Linked DNA regions of Bicyclus anynana: region 2 is linked to region 1. The links are chromatin contacts, called in public Hi-C maps. All regions are on one chromosome and are shown on one strand. The core of a region is the stretch at or near the end of the contact, and the rest is flanking DNA. Distances in the headings are between cores, read along the strand shown. Region 1 holds the start of LOC112055674 (mid1-interacting protein 1A). Region 2 overlaps LOC112053701 (serine/arginine repetitive matrix protein 1-like).

Region 1 (7,773 bases), core at 2,956-5,455:
TTTAAAAAATCTCATAAAAAGAACTTATCAGTTACTATGGAAATCTTTTATTTTCAATTAGTTTATTGGCCATCTCTTCTGAGGTGTCTGGGGAAGATATACCAAGTATAGCCAATGATATTATATATTATCCTTCCTTTTGGCTTTGCCGTAGTCGAATATAAAGTTTTTTTTTACTTTATTGCATAGGCTTTATTGCACTTTACAGGTGTTTTCTAAACGGGTGAAACCGTAGGCTAAAGCTAACTAAAGATAACAGAATAGTAGAAATACAAGTTACAGATGTAGGCGATAAATATCGGAAATTCAACAGAAAGGTGAGTTTCAGTTTGAGTCTGGTTTGAGACCCTTGAACAATTGACATGTATAATTAATTTTGTATAAATTAAAACATCTCTACTGTGTACCGATACGAGGACATGCGGATAAAACTCCGTGTGAAATTAATAAGTAAAATAATTAAATCTTTATTTAAAGATTTCCTGCATTACAGGCCAGGTTTGGTTTGTAACCCTCAAGCGATATTTTGCAACTGATTCTCCTGCCCAACTGAACTTGAACTTTTTATAATAATGATAAATTCCCAAATAATTAAAAAGTAACCTATGATAATTTGGGCGTTTATAATGAAAGTAGTACTTAAGTAGGAATATGTTGTATGTACTTAATACCTCTCGTCCTTAAGATCAAACTTCGGCTTCGGTTAAATAATAACATCTTACCTATGTGCTACCTTCTGATCAGTTTGAAGGCGGTGCCAATCCAGTGTCATGTTTTAATTAAAGTCGTTTCTGAAAGAACCACAGAAATTTTGTAATTTAAACGGCTTGAATTAAAACATCACTGGCTTGGCACCGCCTTCAAACTGATCAAAAAGTAGCACATAGGTAAGATGTTATTTTTTGCTTTTTAGTTTAGGTTAATTTTAGAGTTGGAAGTCGGTTGAATTTTTTTTATTAAAATTTTTATTACTATAGCTGCTGCCATCCTACTAATATTATAAACCCAAAAGTTTGGATGTATGTTTGGATGTTTCTTACTCTTTAACGGCGCAAGTTACTAAACGAATTTGGCTGATATTTGGAATGGAAATAGATTTTACTCTGGATTAACAAATAGGCTTTTTATCCCGAACCTTGGATTCATGAGATTTACGCAAACCTTATATTTTTGATGGTATAAGTGTTTGTTTCTCTTTCATGCCTCGGCTACTGAACCGAGTAGCCTGAAATTTTAAGTAGAGACAGATTATAGTGTTGATTAACATATAGACTACTTTTTATCCCAAAAAAAATCCATGGATCCCAAGGTATTTGTGAAAAAGTAAATTCCACGCGGACGAAGTCGCGGGCGTCCGCTAGTTTAGTTATAAATTGGTCATAATCTGATCGTTGTCTTTATAACGTCAAATATTTATACTTTGAGCCCACCCTCATAAGAGCAGCATGACGGGTCCAAACTCCAAATCATTCCTTTAATATTACAATAGCCCAGGAGTTGGCTTTTAAAAATTCGTTAATGTTGATAAATTGAATTCCGCATTTAATGAATTTAATACCCATTATGGTGAAGTCAAAGTTAGCGGTGGGTTGCAGGAGGCGATGTACCTACACTAGTACTAAATAGTTAGAGAGTTAATCAAAGCGATACCGCGATTATGCGCTAATAACAATAACGACAATTATTTTCACAGCAACGTGTATACAACCGATTCAGCTCATGAACGTAAACGAGTTGCCAACAAATACAAAACATGTTTTCAAGTTAACCTTAACTTTATTAATACTGTAATCTGTATGACGACAGTGGGTGTGTCGCTTACATAAAATACTTATCTACCAAATTGATACCACAGAGTGCAGATATATATCTAGTATATATGAATACTTATATACTAATATTTATCTTTAAGAAATTAAATATCACGTGTCTCAAACGGCGAAAGAAAATATCGTGAGGAAACCTGCATACCTACCTGAGAATTTTCTTAATTCTCTGCGTGTGTGAAGTCGGCCAATCCGCATTGGGCCAGCGTGGTGGACTATTGGCCTAACCCCTCTCATTCTGAGAGAAGACTCCAGCTCAGTAATGAGCCGAGTATGGGTTGAGAATGATGATGATGATGATACTAATATTATAAAGAAGAAAGATTTGATTGTTTGTTTGTATGTAATGAATAGGCTCAGAAACTACTGAACCTATTTGAAAAATTATTTCACTGTTGGGAAGCTACACTACCCTTGAGTAGCACTCAATAGGCTATATTACTTTTTTTTAAAAAAATAGGGGTTGAAAGTTTACATCGAGTTTCACAAAGTCACGCGAGCGTCCGTTAGTAGCAATATATTAGTAATTACAATATACATATAAAAATATAGCATGAATATATTCATTTTAGGTAATATGGTCTAAGAAACGGCTTTTAAGATGATAACCCAAGAACAGATTGTCTGATTTTTAACAATTATTATTTTTTGTCTCGTCTCGTTCGGCCTCGATGTATTTCCTCTCACATTGGAAAGGTAAGAAAATCACAAAAATGTAAAGGTTCTTCAGTTTAATGAAGGGAATCGACCCAATTGGTTACTTGAAAGTACGATAAATAGGCTGTTTAATATGGATTATTATTTTAAGTAACTACAATATAAATAAATGTTTATACTACTGTCATACAGAAAGGGGCAAAACAATTTTTTTTATTTTATCAATTGTAAGAAGATGTAAAACAGTTAATTGTTTTTATTTCATTCCGCTAACAGGTTAATGCAATATTTAGACATTTTAATTTGAGGCGGTATGCGCTGGGTCAAATTTTCTATTTTTTTAAGTCTCAGTTAATTTTAATTAACTATTTAGACAAATACACTCACATAAAATGTTATTCTGTTCTTACTCATAGGTAAAACGTTTTTTTTTTAAATTCTTTGTTTTTGGCATAGATTAACAGATATAGAGCACGGAACACGACGGTATATCAACGTTGCATGAGTAATTTTCAATATTATTCAAGAAAAATGGCGTCTTATGTTTTCAAATATTTTAAAAGCGAAAGAAATAAGATGAAGTATTTTTATTGGATATTATTGATTATTATATTAATTTACGTAATTGTTGTTAGTGTTAAATTTTGAAACACAAATTATGAAAAAAGTTATGCGGATGTCAATGTCAAGGAGACGCGTGACGTTTGTTTTTTATGGGTTTCACCGGCTTCACCACGCTGCTTGTAAACACTCATTCTGGATTTATTCTTTATGATGTGGTTTTTGGTAGATCTATATTCGAATATTCAATAAATGCCTGCAAAGAAAATTACTAAGTAAGATGGTTCTGTGTTTTATTTTAATTTAGTTAAGTACCTATCTACCGTGAAGGGAGTCAAATTGTTTTGAAAGTCAGGTACAATTATTTAATATTGACGTGTACACAAAGGAATGTTGAAATAACAACCTACCTAATTATTGATTAATTTAAACTACTTAATTCAAGTACTTATACATAATATACGTCCGTACCTATATTGAAATATAAACAAAACGATCGGCATTCGGTTCTAGATTTACATACAATGGTAAGTGTGAATGTATTCATGATCTTTCACCTTAATTACCCCAGTTACTATAAAACTTTTTACACATATTAATATAAAATTTATAAGTAGGATTTAATTAGGGTTGGTAGAAGTAGCCTCTACCTACCCTTTGGCAAATAAGTAGGTGCCTGCAAAGACCTTAAATATCATTGGGTGCCTGTTGTATTTTTTATTTCTAAGATAGTCAATTAAAAATAAATATTAACTGTTTTACATCTATGTTTGTATGTACTTATTAAAACTTTTGGGTCTTTTTTTTCTTTTAAGTAGATATTTAACAAATAATGTGTACTGGTAAAAATTTAAAATCTACCGATGAATCGAAGTAACGATGCCGAACAGCCAATCAGAGAGCCCGCATGTGGTGTGACTTCGTGGGACGCACCCAGTCTACGATCGCTTTGCATTAATAAATTCACTGTTCATGAGATAAAATTATAACAAAACAAAGATATATTTCTTATACATAAGAATGCTGTAAATACGTAACAATCAATGAATAATAACAATTTCTTAGGCTTACTGTATAATGTACAATAATGATAAAATAAAATACCGAGTTCGCTTCCCCCGCATCGTACGATCCAGTCATATAAATACGCGAGGACGCTCCCCACTACTTGCCAAACGTCAAAATCTCGCGTTCGTGTGCGGTCGCTTGTGCTCTGTGAATTTAATTTTTAAAAAATCAGTACGCGACGTTTCGTAAGCTCACATTACAAACGTCAATTAAATTTAATAAGTGAAAACCCCAGGACGTGTGTGTTCAGTGCTATTTAATACGTTTAAATATTACATGAAGATGTCTTTCAATACCGACATATCGACCAAATTGGAGAACAGCAGGTTGGTACAATTTTCAACCACTTTAAATGGCAGCGCCCTTCGTGGGTTCGATCTGGGATGTGATTTTGTGGTAACCTCGACACGAATTATTGTAGAAGTAAAATATAATGAGTTTTGAGATGTATAGAGGTTTAGATTGACGAAATGTCGAATTCCTTTCACATTAGCAGTATGCATCGTACAAATGTCGCAACCTCTGCAATCTGCATCTTATTGGCGTGATAAAGTCGTGGCGTCACTCCAACGGTGTCGAGTGTTCTTTTTCTTCTTTTTTCTGATCGACTTCAATGAGGTTATCCTGCATTGAGACAACTTTAATGGGCGTGCGCAAAGCATGACTCACGATACGTCAATGATAGAAAACTTTAATTCATTCATCAAACTATTAAGTAATCGCCGATATAGGTCAATAACATATAAAATTTTGAGCATGACATAACATAAAATCTGCTATGTAATCACGAACTCTCAGCGGCGTACTGTTCTTACATGTTTTAAAGAACTGCATACCTTAATTAATGTTCTGTAATTATTTATCAAATGCAGATTTTACCACTGGTTAAATTGTCTCACTAGTGCATACCCTGACTGACAACCTCCAAATCTAGACCAATAATGTAGTCAATAAGATATAGTTTCTACCACCCACCAGTCCCACCACATCTGGGGTTTTCCAAATTTTTTGTGGAATAATATTTGTCAGTTATATGTTGAATGAATTTGTTAAATGAATGGCAAAACCCAATTCTTTTCCAATAACATCAAGTTAGTGTTGTTTCAGAATCAATTTTGCTTTTCTTACATTGTACAAATTCATAAAACATCCTTTTAATTGATCCTTTAATTAATTGAATTATTACTGTATGCAGTAATGAGGTTGTACAAATACCCAATGAATATATTTAACACCAGGGTCGAATTAATTTATGTATACTTGACCCTAAAACATAACAATTAAGTGAACTTCTTTTATCTTTTGCAATACTCTGGACTAAGTAATGCATTTCATTAGATCATCCACTTGTTACTTCTTTTTTTTTTCGTTCTGTTCTCATGAGATCTGTCGGCTATGAGCGGAGGAAAATTTGGCCACTTGCTACTTATCAAAAATATGCCTTGTTGGTCCAGTGGTAATACTATGTGTTCAAATCACTAGGTCTGGGATTTGAGTCCTGTGATCTACTATGAAATAGTAAGATTTTCTTCTAAAAATTTTTAATCAAAATTCTCAACCTGGAATTAAGTTGATGGTGTTACATACCCCATGCCTTAGAGTACAAGATAAGCAGTTGGTCACAGTCAGTATAATTAACATCTGATTTACTAAGAATTATCACTATCACCCTAAGTCTGCCAGTCAGCATTATATCAGCGTGGAGCTAAATAACCCTGATCAATCTCATATATTTTTTTTATTTAAAGAATATTTGCTATATTTTTAAATACAACCAACATTTCCTTTCCCCTCCAATTAGTTGCGAAAGACAGTGTTAGTAGTGAGTACGATGATAGTCCAGCAAGCAGGGTTTAAACCATCACCTCTCTACAATGAGGCCGGCCCCTTTACCTTGGAGCTTTTGTTACTTAATATTGTCTATTTACTTCTTAGAGTACCAGTTTTGTGCAGATCTACTAATAGTTCAAGTATCATTTCAGTTTTCAAGCTTTTACAATAGCCACTTGTGAGATTTCCCTTCTATTTTGTCTTTTGTTGTGAGATTGTCTACATTTCTCTAATGCATATTACATACCTAAATGATATGACATCTTTAGATGGCTTAAGAGTAAAACACTATAAATACCACTCTTTTTCCTTGTTTTTTGAATATTTAGAAATTATCCTCCAGACTGGGAAAACACTAATCAAATTATTCTTGTTGAAAAATATATAGGACTAATATATTTTGACGGCCGCGTGGCGCAGTGGGTAGTGACCCTGCTTTCTGCATCCACGGCCGTGGGTTTGATTCCCACAGCTGGAAAATATTTGTGCGATGAGCATGAGTGTTTTCCAGTGTCTGTGTGTATTTATACATTATATAAGTATTTATATGTAGTATATAATTGTATATTAATATTATAATATCAACTATCTTAGCACCCATAACACAAGCTACTCTGTGGGGGGCTTACTTTGGGGCTAGATAGTGATGTGTATTGTTTATGTATATTTATTTATTTATTATTATTATTATTATTATTATTATTATTATTATAAATGTGAAAATAGCCTGTTTGACACTTTTGCATAGTTATACTGCTGAACTGATTTAGATGAATTTTGGTACAGCACCTTGCACCTTGGAGCAGAACAATAAGCTAATGAAGAATATCTTAGTATTCCATGGTTTTACAGTGTGGGGTGACAGAAAAAACTCACAAATTTCATGCTGAGTTGTAGGTATATTTAAAACCTAATTCTGGAACTAATTCAATTTGATATTGAACATTTTTCATATTAGTTTTACCTATTTAAATTATAAATCAATTTCATGTGTAACTTGTTTTTGTGATTACTAATTTAAATTTTAGTAGTAAAAGTAGTTTGAGGACTATAATTTATGAAATTCACTAAATGCCTAAAGTAAATGATCCAAATAGGTTTTACTTTTTCTAATTAACTTTTTTATATTCTTTATTGTTAGTAGTTGCTACACAAAAAGTCTAAAGACTCTGGCGATGCTTTTGCACTAGTCCAAAACCCCTGGTGATGACCTGTGATCCCATCCATTAACGAGCCTACACACAATCAGAAAAAAATTTAAAAAACATATGTGAAATAATACTACCTAGTATGCCAGTTATAGGTTAGTTGGTAATGTTTGTTCTCTTTGCCTCATTTAGTGTAAGAATATTGAAATTTTTTTCATCTGGTGCTAAGGCCTTGATCTGTCAACCTGTATGCTTATGTGTTTATGTAATAAGTTGCAAAATACATAAAGGCACACAAGGCCGCTTCGAGATTAAATTTTAAAGACCTGCTGATAAAACTTATATTGTCTGTTCTCTCCTTCTAAAGAATTGCACATAAGGTACCTACACTTCATACTGTATCAACTATAACATCTATGTGAATATTTGAATGTTAATAGAAATAGAATAGAAAAAAAATATAAGTATGTTTGTCTGAATTGAATAGGCTCTCAAATGACTGAACTGATTTGAATTTTTTTTTTCACTTAATGCTACTTTATCTGGGAGTAATTTTGCTATATTTTATACCTGTATTTGAGCAAGTAAGTTGTAAAGATTTTAGTGACATACATTTTATTCAGTAGTCATACAGTTTTATTTTTTAGCTATAGATTATAAAATCCTAGGTTCAAATGTTAGCT
Region 2 (7,773 bases), core at 3,831-6,330, 89 kb after region 1:
AGGCAACACTGCGCTTTGTCGCTATTCCAACTAATGGGGGAGCCCCCACTAGGTACACTGACGTCATCAAGCGAGTCGCTGGGATTCACTGGATGCAGACGCGCTCAGGATCTTGATGTTTTGAAGTCCCTACAAAAAGTCTGTTTCTTGCAGTGGACGTCCTACGGCTGAAATGACGATGATGATGATGATGATGATGATGATGATGATGATTCAGTGTGAGAGTTCCAACTCTCATTCGCGCATATTTCCGGTTTATTTTATGTAAGTACACCGTTTTATGTTGGACTTAAAATAATTGTAATGAAAGTGGCCCACGTATACATTATTTTTCATCAGCCTATGGGGGCCTCTAAGCAGGGGCGTAGCGATCGCTGTATCAGCCTTATCATTGATACGGGGCCCCCGAACTATTAAATTTAAGTTAGTTAGTTAGTTACTATTAAGGGGCCCTTTACGTGTGAAAGCAAAAAATTGTAAATAGTAATCTACAATATTATTTAATCTTATGGTGCGGGGAAAAACATAAAAAAGCTGCAGAATTGATACAAGTAAAAAAGATAGACTTTTGTGGTGAAAGTAGAGTTAGGTAGAGGAAATCAAAAATCAAACGGATTTTTCGGGATTTTCCGCTCGTTTATTGGACCCCCAACTACTTTTGATACAGGCCTCTAAGGCACGCTACGCCGCTGCCTCCCAGTCATACAATATCTAATGTCCCATTCAAACTACATCACGCGACCGCGCTCATGACTAAGGAACTTGGATACAAATACGACCAAACACTAGTGAGTAATTAAGGGATAATTTGTCTTAAATTATCCTTTAACTACTATTTATTACATACCTCCGTCTATATCTACCACGAGTCAAACATGTGATCAGACTGCATGGTTTGCCTCATTCATCATTTAATGATAATAATAAAAGGACATAATAAAGGATAATTATTTATTAAACAACCCAGTTTGTTTTCCTATATTGTGACTTTTCCGTTTACTCATAGATACAGAATAAAAACCTGCATGCATATGGAATCATGAAAAGTTTGATAGGATATACTTGTATAGATTCAACGTCTTATCAGTGTATTTTCACTTTTTTTTTTCATTTATGTAACTGCACATTAGACAACCCGGTCCGATGCAAGCATCTCCAGCTTTTGAGTCATGTGCATATTAAGAAATTAAATATCACGTGTCAAACGATAAAGGAAAAACATCGTGAGGAAACCTGCGTACCAGAGAATTTTCTTAATTCTTTACGTGCGTGAAGACTGCCAATCCGCATGCGAGTGTGGTGGACTATTAGCATCATTCTGAGAGGAAACTCGTGCTCAACAGTGAGCCGAATGTGGTTTTTAATGACGATGATGATGTTAGACAAAGTCAAAGTAGATTCAAACAAACGGCACCCAACAAGTACATACTAGTACCTACCTACCTAGTTTTTAATTGTGGAAAGTACCTACCTATTTCAATAGTTATCGACATCAGCCATCCGTTACTAGATAACATCACAAAAAGTAATTTGCCATCTGACCATAATATGAACAACATAGACAAAAAACTTTTAAAGTTTTTCAAAGCAAAGTATCCAAAAATACAAGTTAGCCAAGGTCTTCCATTGGTAAAGGTTTAAACCAGATCACAAATTCAATAAATGAAATAACAAGCCTTATCTACTAAATAAAATCAATCTATAGTAATATTATAAAGCTTAAGAGTTTGTTTGTTTGTTTGCTTGAACGCGCTAATCTCAGGAACTACTGGTCCGATTTTAAAAATTCTTTAAGTGTTAGATAGCCTATTTACCGAGGCATATTTTATCCCCGTATTCTTACGGGAACGGGAACCACGCGGATGAAACCGCGCAGCGTCAACTAGTAAATAATATAATTTAATATTATTTACTAGAATTCTTTTTTAGATTAACCAAACTAAAAATAATAGTTTAATTGTGTACCTAACGTTGCCTCTACGGCGTAGGCCATCCCCAATTTTTACCCGACTGCAAGAAGGGTTATGTTTTTCGTGCGTATCTTGTATGCATGTATGTATGTATGCATGTATGTATGTATGCATGTATGTATGTATGCATGTATGTATGTATGTAATATTGTTTATTACCTCATATCTTCCAAACTGCTGCACGGATTTTCGTAATTAAGATATCGTTAGATTAGTCTTAATAACCCAAGTGTTCTTAGATAGGTGAAACTTAAAAAATACCAACAAGACGACTGTGAGACTCTTTAGACTCTAGGTGAAAAAAAATTTTTTTTTTTTAATATAGTCGTGACCTATTAAAAATGTAGACGAAAATCATTCTATTCAAAATAATAGGTCCCGACTGTTTTCTAATTGCTTTCTACACTTCTGGACTGAGCTTGTTTTTTTTCTTTTCAGATTTTGTATCATTTATGCAGTCGGGTTTTTTTATTTGTTTAATTAATTTATTTCCATTCGTAGGTTGTACGCATCACTAAACTTTCCGCTAATTTGTGAAAGCTTGGACTATTTAGATTAGGGGTCTCGCTAGACATTACCCCTCTGGCAATGCTTCTATTATGTAGGCATTCCTTAACATCGATGATGAATAAAGTCGTATAAAGGATTAGAGAATAGTTTGCAATACATAGAAATAGAAATAGTTCTACAAGCGATAACACAAATAGCTACCTACTTTAGCATAGTTGTTCTTGTCTATGTGTGTGTAAAGTGACTATTTTTTCACATTCAAATACATTCATTGTATTATTGTAAAACGCATTTGAACCGTTCGCGACCGAAGTCCAATATTAATAATTCCCGCAAGTCTATAAAATTAACATGACAAAGCAATAGGGTCAGAAGGTGTGGATTAGCGTAGAATAGAAAAGGGCCCATAGTTCGCCCTATATCCCATACAAGTAGGGCTAGTTATATATTCAGTTCAATATGAAACAAAAACAATTTCTAATCAAGTACAAGACAATACATATACCTACTTCTGAGCAAGATAAATAAAATCCTTATTCATTTAAGTGGAATAGCGATGTGGTTTTCGGAAAATCACGAAAATCCAAAGCACGCCTCATAAAACTCATTAGACATTTAGCACCAAAATATACCTTTCAACCTACAGTAATATTATAGGCTTGCTTGGTTGGCTATAATAGAATGTGTATTTCTTACAAAGCACTTGACTTACTTATTATGTAATGATTTATTCTGAATAGAATGAATTATTATTATACTAAGGGTCTGAACCTTTGTTACCTGTTAGCTCCAACAACCAGCATGATTTAAACACCATACGAGAACGTACCACTCGCCTGCTTTTAATTCTCTTCGGGGTAAATTTTGCCTGTATTTTATTTGCTTGGCAACATAACTCTTTGTATACTTACCTAGTTCTGATACCTACAACATTACATGCATGCAAAATTTCAAAGTAACAGGAAGTTGTTTAGACATGCAAAATTTTAAACTACGCACATACTTAATGTATTCGAACATAGGTATACCAATGGTATATCTACATAAGTACACGAAAGTAAAGCTTTGGTGGCTTTGTCAAAAAATTATTAAGTAATAAATTATACAATTTTAAAAGTTAGTAAAAAAGTTGATACTTTTTTATACTATGATTTGTGGACAATATTACTTGTACAATATATGTTTTCTGTGACAATATGCAGAAAGGTAAAAATTACGTAGTTATTTTAACCCGTCCACCTGTTCCGTCAACCTAAGGAAGCTCCTTAGACCAATTAAGTCTGTAATATTAACCCTCCGGTGACGCCGCTGAGGTCCATCAGAAAAAAAATCGATAATATATATTGCCCCATTGAAAATATGTATTGCCCCATGGAATTTGTCTTATTGCACTGTACGACATACATGACTATGTCGTACAGTGCATTATGCCATAGGTACGAACCTACGTCGTGGTTTGACATTGTTCCCCTCTTCGGTGGGAATACGGTGAAAAATATAGCCTATGTTACGACCTGAAAATGTAGCTTTCTATTGGTGAAAGAATTTTTCAAATCGATGCAGTAGTTTCGAGTTTATTCGTTACATACAAAAATACAAATCTTTAAATTGGTACAGATGTATTAGCTACTGCAAGGTAGTGCTAAAATTGTTCGTCGTTGCTATGTCGCAAATTGATACCCAGTTCGCAGTTGATTATTATGACCGTGAAGTGCTTTCATTTGTGTACAACTTGGTGTCATTGATCATTGAGATTTAAGTCACCTGATGAGTTACATCACCGAGTTATTACATATATTTTACATTACCTATTTGCTGCACATTTAAAACTTCTATACATTGGTTTTTTTTTTAATAATTTTGTCATATTACGAGTATGTCTTATAATACTTACTTATGCCCAATATTCCCGTTCACGTCCAATTAGTCGAAAAAAAACATGACCCCATGACCTCTGAGCGTGAGGCCAGCTCCTTTACCGAGGAGATTTTGCTTATTATTAGGCTCTCAACCTTATTCTGGCCGCCACCCCTTTCCTTTGAGAATACAAATGTGAACTATTAATGAATAGTTACATTATCTATTCAGTCGTTTGCTTGAGCCTGTAGCCATGTGGCGCGTCGATTATTTTTCTACAAATGCTAACGATTCGAGAATTAAAAAAAAATTGGGAGATACGATCAATAACTTGATCACTTGACCTGTCGACAATGAATGTCGATTCATTATCGACAGGTCAAGTGTCCTTTGAAACGTTTGCGATTATAGGAAGAGAATCGACGTGCTGACCTGACATGGCTACTGACCCTGTTGTTCCAGTGGTTAACCTATGTGACTTCGGATTACGAAGTCCTGGGTTTAAGTCTCGGGTTGTCTGCACTCTGCAGTACCACTACTTACTGCATCTACTGAGTTTTTCTAAGAAATTTTCAGCAAATATTTTCAGCCCGAAGTTAGGAAATTGGGGATGTAGCTGAGCTTAGAGTATATATATCGTTGGAAGACACCATCATTGTTCTCTTTCATTATCATTTCGCTATCAGCCTATCATAAAATCAATACTATAACTTTAAGCTAAACAGCATGCGCCATCTACATGGCGTCAGAAGAAACATTCAATTAGCGCCATCTAGTAGAGTATGCAACAAACATTTCGTAAACCTTTGAGTTCTGCGACGAAAAACAATCTTGAGAATTTATATTATTTCAGTAATTTGTAATCATTGTAATTTACAGTGGAAGGTTTTATTGACAAAAAAAATGTTTTACGAAGTATGGTACATAAATACAAGAATGCGTAAGTAGGTATCTACTATCTAGGTACATAACTGGCTACTTTACGGAATAAAAGTCCCAATTAATTTTTATATTTTAATGAAAATTCAACTAAACGTATAAATCTTATTTATACTTACAATAAACAAGTAAACCTATAGACACACTAGAGAGCCTTGTCAGTTGTCACACGGTAAACTATCAAAGTAGTCGATAAGTATCGTTATGCAAACAGTATCAAACTTGCAGCTAACTTTAGCGAGTTTCCTCTTAATATTCACCTAATTATTTGGTCGTTGAAATTTAAAGGTGGATTTTGTTAATGGTGACAAAAAAACGCTAGTGTGACGATAGGCTGAACGAGTAATATATTTACACTCGGCACAGGCGACTACGATTATTGTCGCACGTTCTCGCCAAATATTGCACTAACAAAAATATGGGACCAACTGGGGGCACCCTTATTACTCGACCGATGATTGCTAAAAGCACACATTTTTAACAAATAACGTGATAAACATACAATATATTGTTTACCGGCCATCTCTCAGATTCACAATTCATTAAAAAAACTTAGTATCAAGGTAGTAGCGCGCGCTTGAAAATCTTCGAGATGGTTCAGTAAAACGTATTCAATTTAATTACAATTTAAAATATGACTAACATTTTTTTTCTTTTAATTGAGCTAATTGTATTAAAGATACATATATGTATAAACTTTTTGTCAAATTAAGGTAACTTTAAATTGTTAGTTCTTCAGCATTTTGTTATGGTACACTTAACAAAATATATTTTTTTATTTTTTTAACAGAATTTGAATTTGACATTAGACGAAAATTCCCATTAGGTTGAACCATCAGTCGAGTGACTAAACAGAACAGCTAAATTCCGTATCACGATTATAATGCGACTTGCGACATCTTTAAGTATTCAGTTGCAACTTGAGTAACAATCATGACACGATCTTAGCCCAAATTGTAACGAGTAAACATTGTATATGAAGTAAAGGCAGTCTTACGCGTGGCCACGGTTGCTTACGCTATAGGGAGACCGCTAATACTCGTCTAGTCCTACGCTACAATACTCGATACATGTTCTAATGCCCTAAACTGAACGGCTGTTGATGGAATGAGCTAATATGGCACACTAATCAGCGACGTGCAGAGGGTTTTGACTATAATTCGCAATGTCAGCTGACTAATTCAGTAGAATTATCATAAAAATACAAGTTATTGTAACTGTATAAAAACTACAATGCATAATATAAGTAGGGCAATTAACCGCCTTTACATAAATTATACAAATTATAAAACTCCTTTAACAGTGTTTTTATACTTCCGTGGATTGCACGCCACTGACACAAATTGGCTTTAAAATGATGTCTTTTGTTTAATTTAATGAGTCGCCAGCTTTCTTTACATTATTAACTGAAAGACTATTTGAATATATGAAAGACATTGTTGTGAGGACATTCGCACTTAGGTATTTATTAAACATATGATATAGGTATACAGATGCTCCAAAACTATAGAATTCGTATTAAAATGTTATATCGCATAAATCCAACAGCCGTTTACAATCTAAATATGAATAATAATGGTACTACAAATATTATGTATTTGGAATAATAAAAATGGCCTCGCCTATATAAAACGATAACAACACTACTAACTACAAATACCTAATATGTCGACTAGACTACATCTTTGGAGGGATTTGTCTAGGAAATATGGAAGAACTACGTATCCCAAAAACATGCGAATAGAATGCATGGTTTGCACATTCAGTGTAAATTTAAATCTTAACATAAATGTTAAAAGCAATCAAAAATTTTAAATAGATTGCCAAAACATCATGTAAATAGCAAAAAAAAGCCATAATATTTTTATTCCACCCACCTCATCATTAATTTAGGAACGTTACTTTCAAGTAAATTATTATGGGTAACGTTGAAAAAGTGAATTATAACGGTGAAACTCGTTATGGAAATTGCAGGGTTCAGGCTTTGTACCATCGATCTTTTTAGGATGAAAGGTGGAACTTGTTATGTCTCCTTGAAAATTTTGTTCATATCAGATTAAAGTACTTTAACCTTCTATAAATTGTACATTATTATTTTCATTAGTGGATTATATTTACTTTGACAATAATACTATTATTAATTTTGAGGCGACGAGAACATTTAGTCCAGGGAAATTTTTATCTCATAAAAGTGGACACTCAATTGACACATTCGACAAACGATCTGAATCCAAACCACGAAGAACAAGAAGACGTAAGAAGTAAGACGAAAGTACAAGAGACTTACAAACACAAATCAACTAAGCAACTATAACAAATTCAACAATACACGATTAAGCAAACCATTTTCGCAAACTGTACGCTTGGGTAAACAAAGAAACTACAAGGATATGTAAATGAAAGGGTCTACTACTATTTGGCAGGGAAGATTATTCATGTACGTTTTGGTAACGCACGATTGCTAGACCGCACTCATTTAAGTGCTACCAAAACATAA

Evidence for each region. Hi-C and Micro-C count contacts between places; a contact is called where the count stands out from the background.
Region 2: a Hi-C map of whole larva shows a contact between it and region 1, with 4 times the contacts expected there. The contact joins the enhancer-like site here to the promoter of LOC112055674 in region 1. A contact is called at or near these places in 2 of 2 Hi-C or Micro-C datasets (whole body and whole larva).

The regions. Positions count from the first base shown.
Region 1 is chr1:7,142,872-7,150,644 of ilBicAnyn1.1, forward strand. LOC112055674 (mid1-interacting protein 1A) reads left to right here and starts at 4,206. Exons shown (of 2, transcript XM_024095868.2): 1 at 4,206-4,438. The coding sequence starts at 4,389.
Region 2 is chr1:7,230,856-7,238,628 of ilBicAnyn1.1, forward strand. LOC112053701 (serine/arginine repetitive matrix protein 1-like) reads right to left here. Exons shown (of 7, transcript XM_052881361.1): 7 at 5,338-7,773. The region is part of intron 2 of LOC128198073 (a long non-coding RNA gene); the gene reads left to right. Among protein-coding and RNA genes, the nearest start is that of LOC112053703, 8.5 kb to the right of the region's middle. Within about 2 kb of position 5,081, at least 7 of the 8 cell types and tissues checked have open chromatin away from gene starts, as enhancers often do.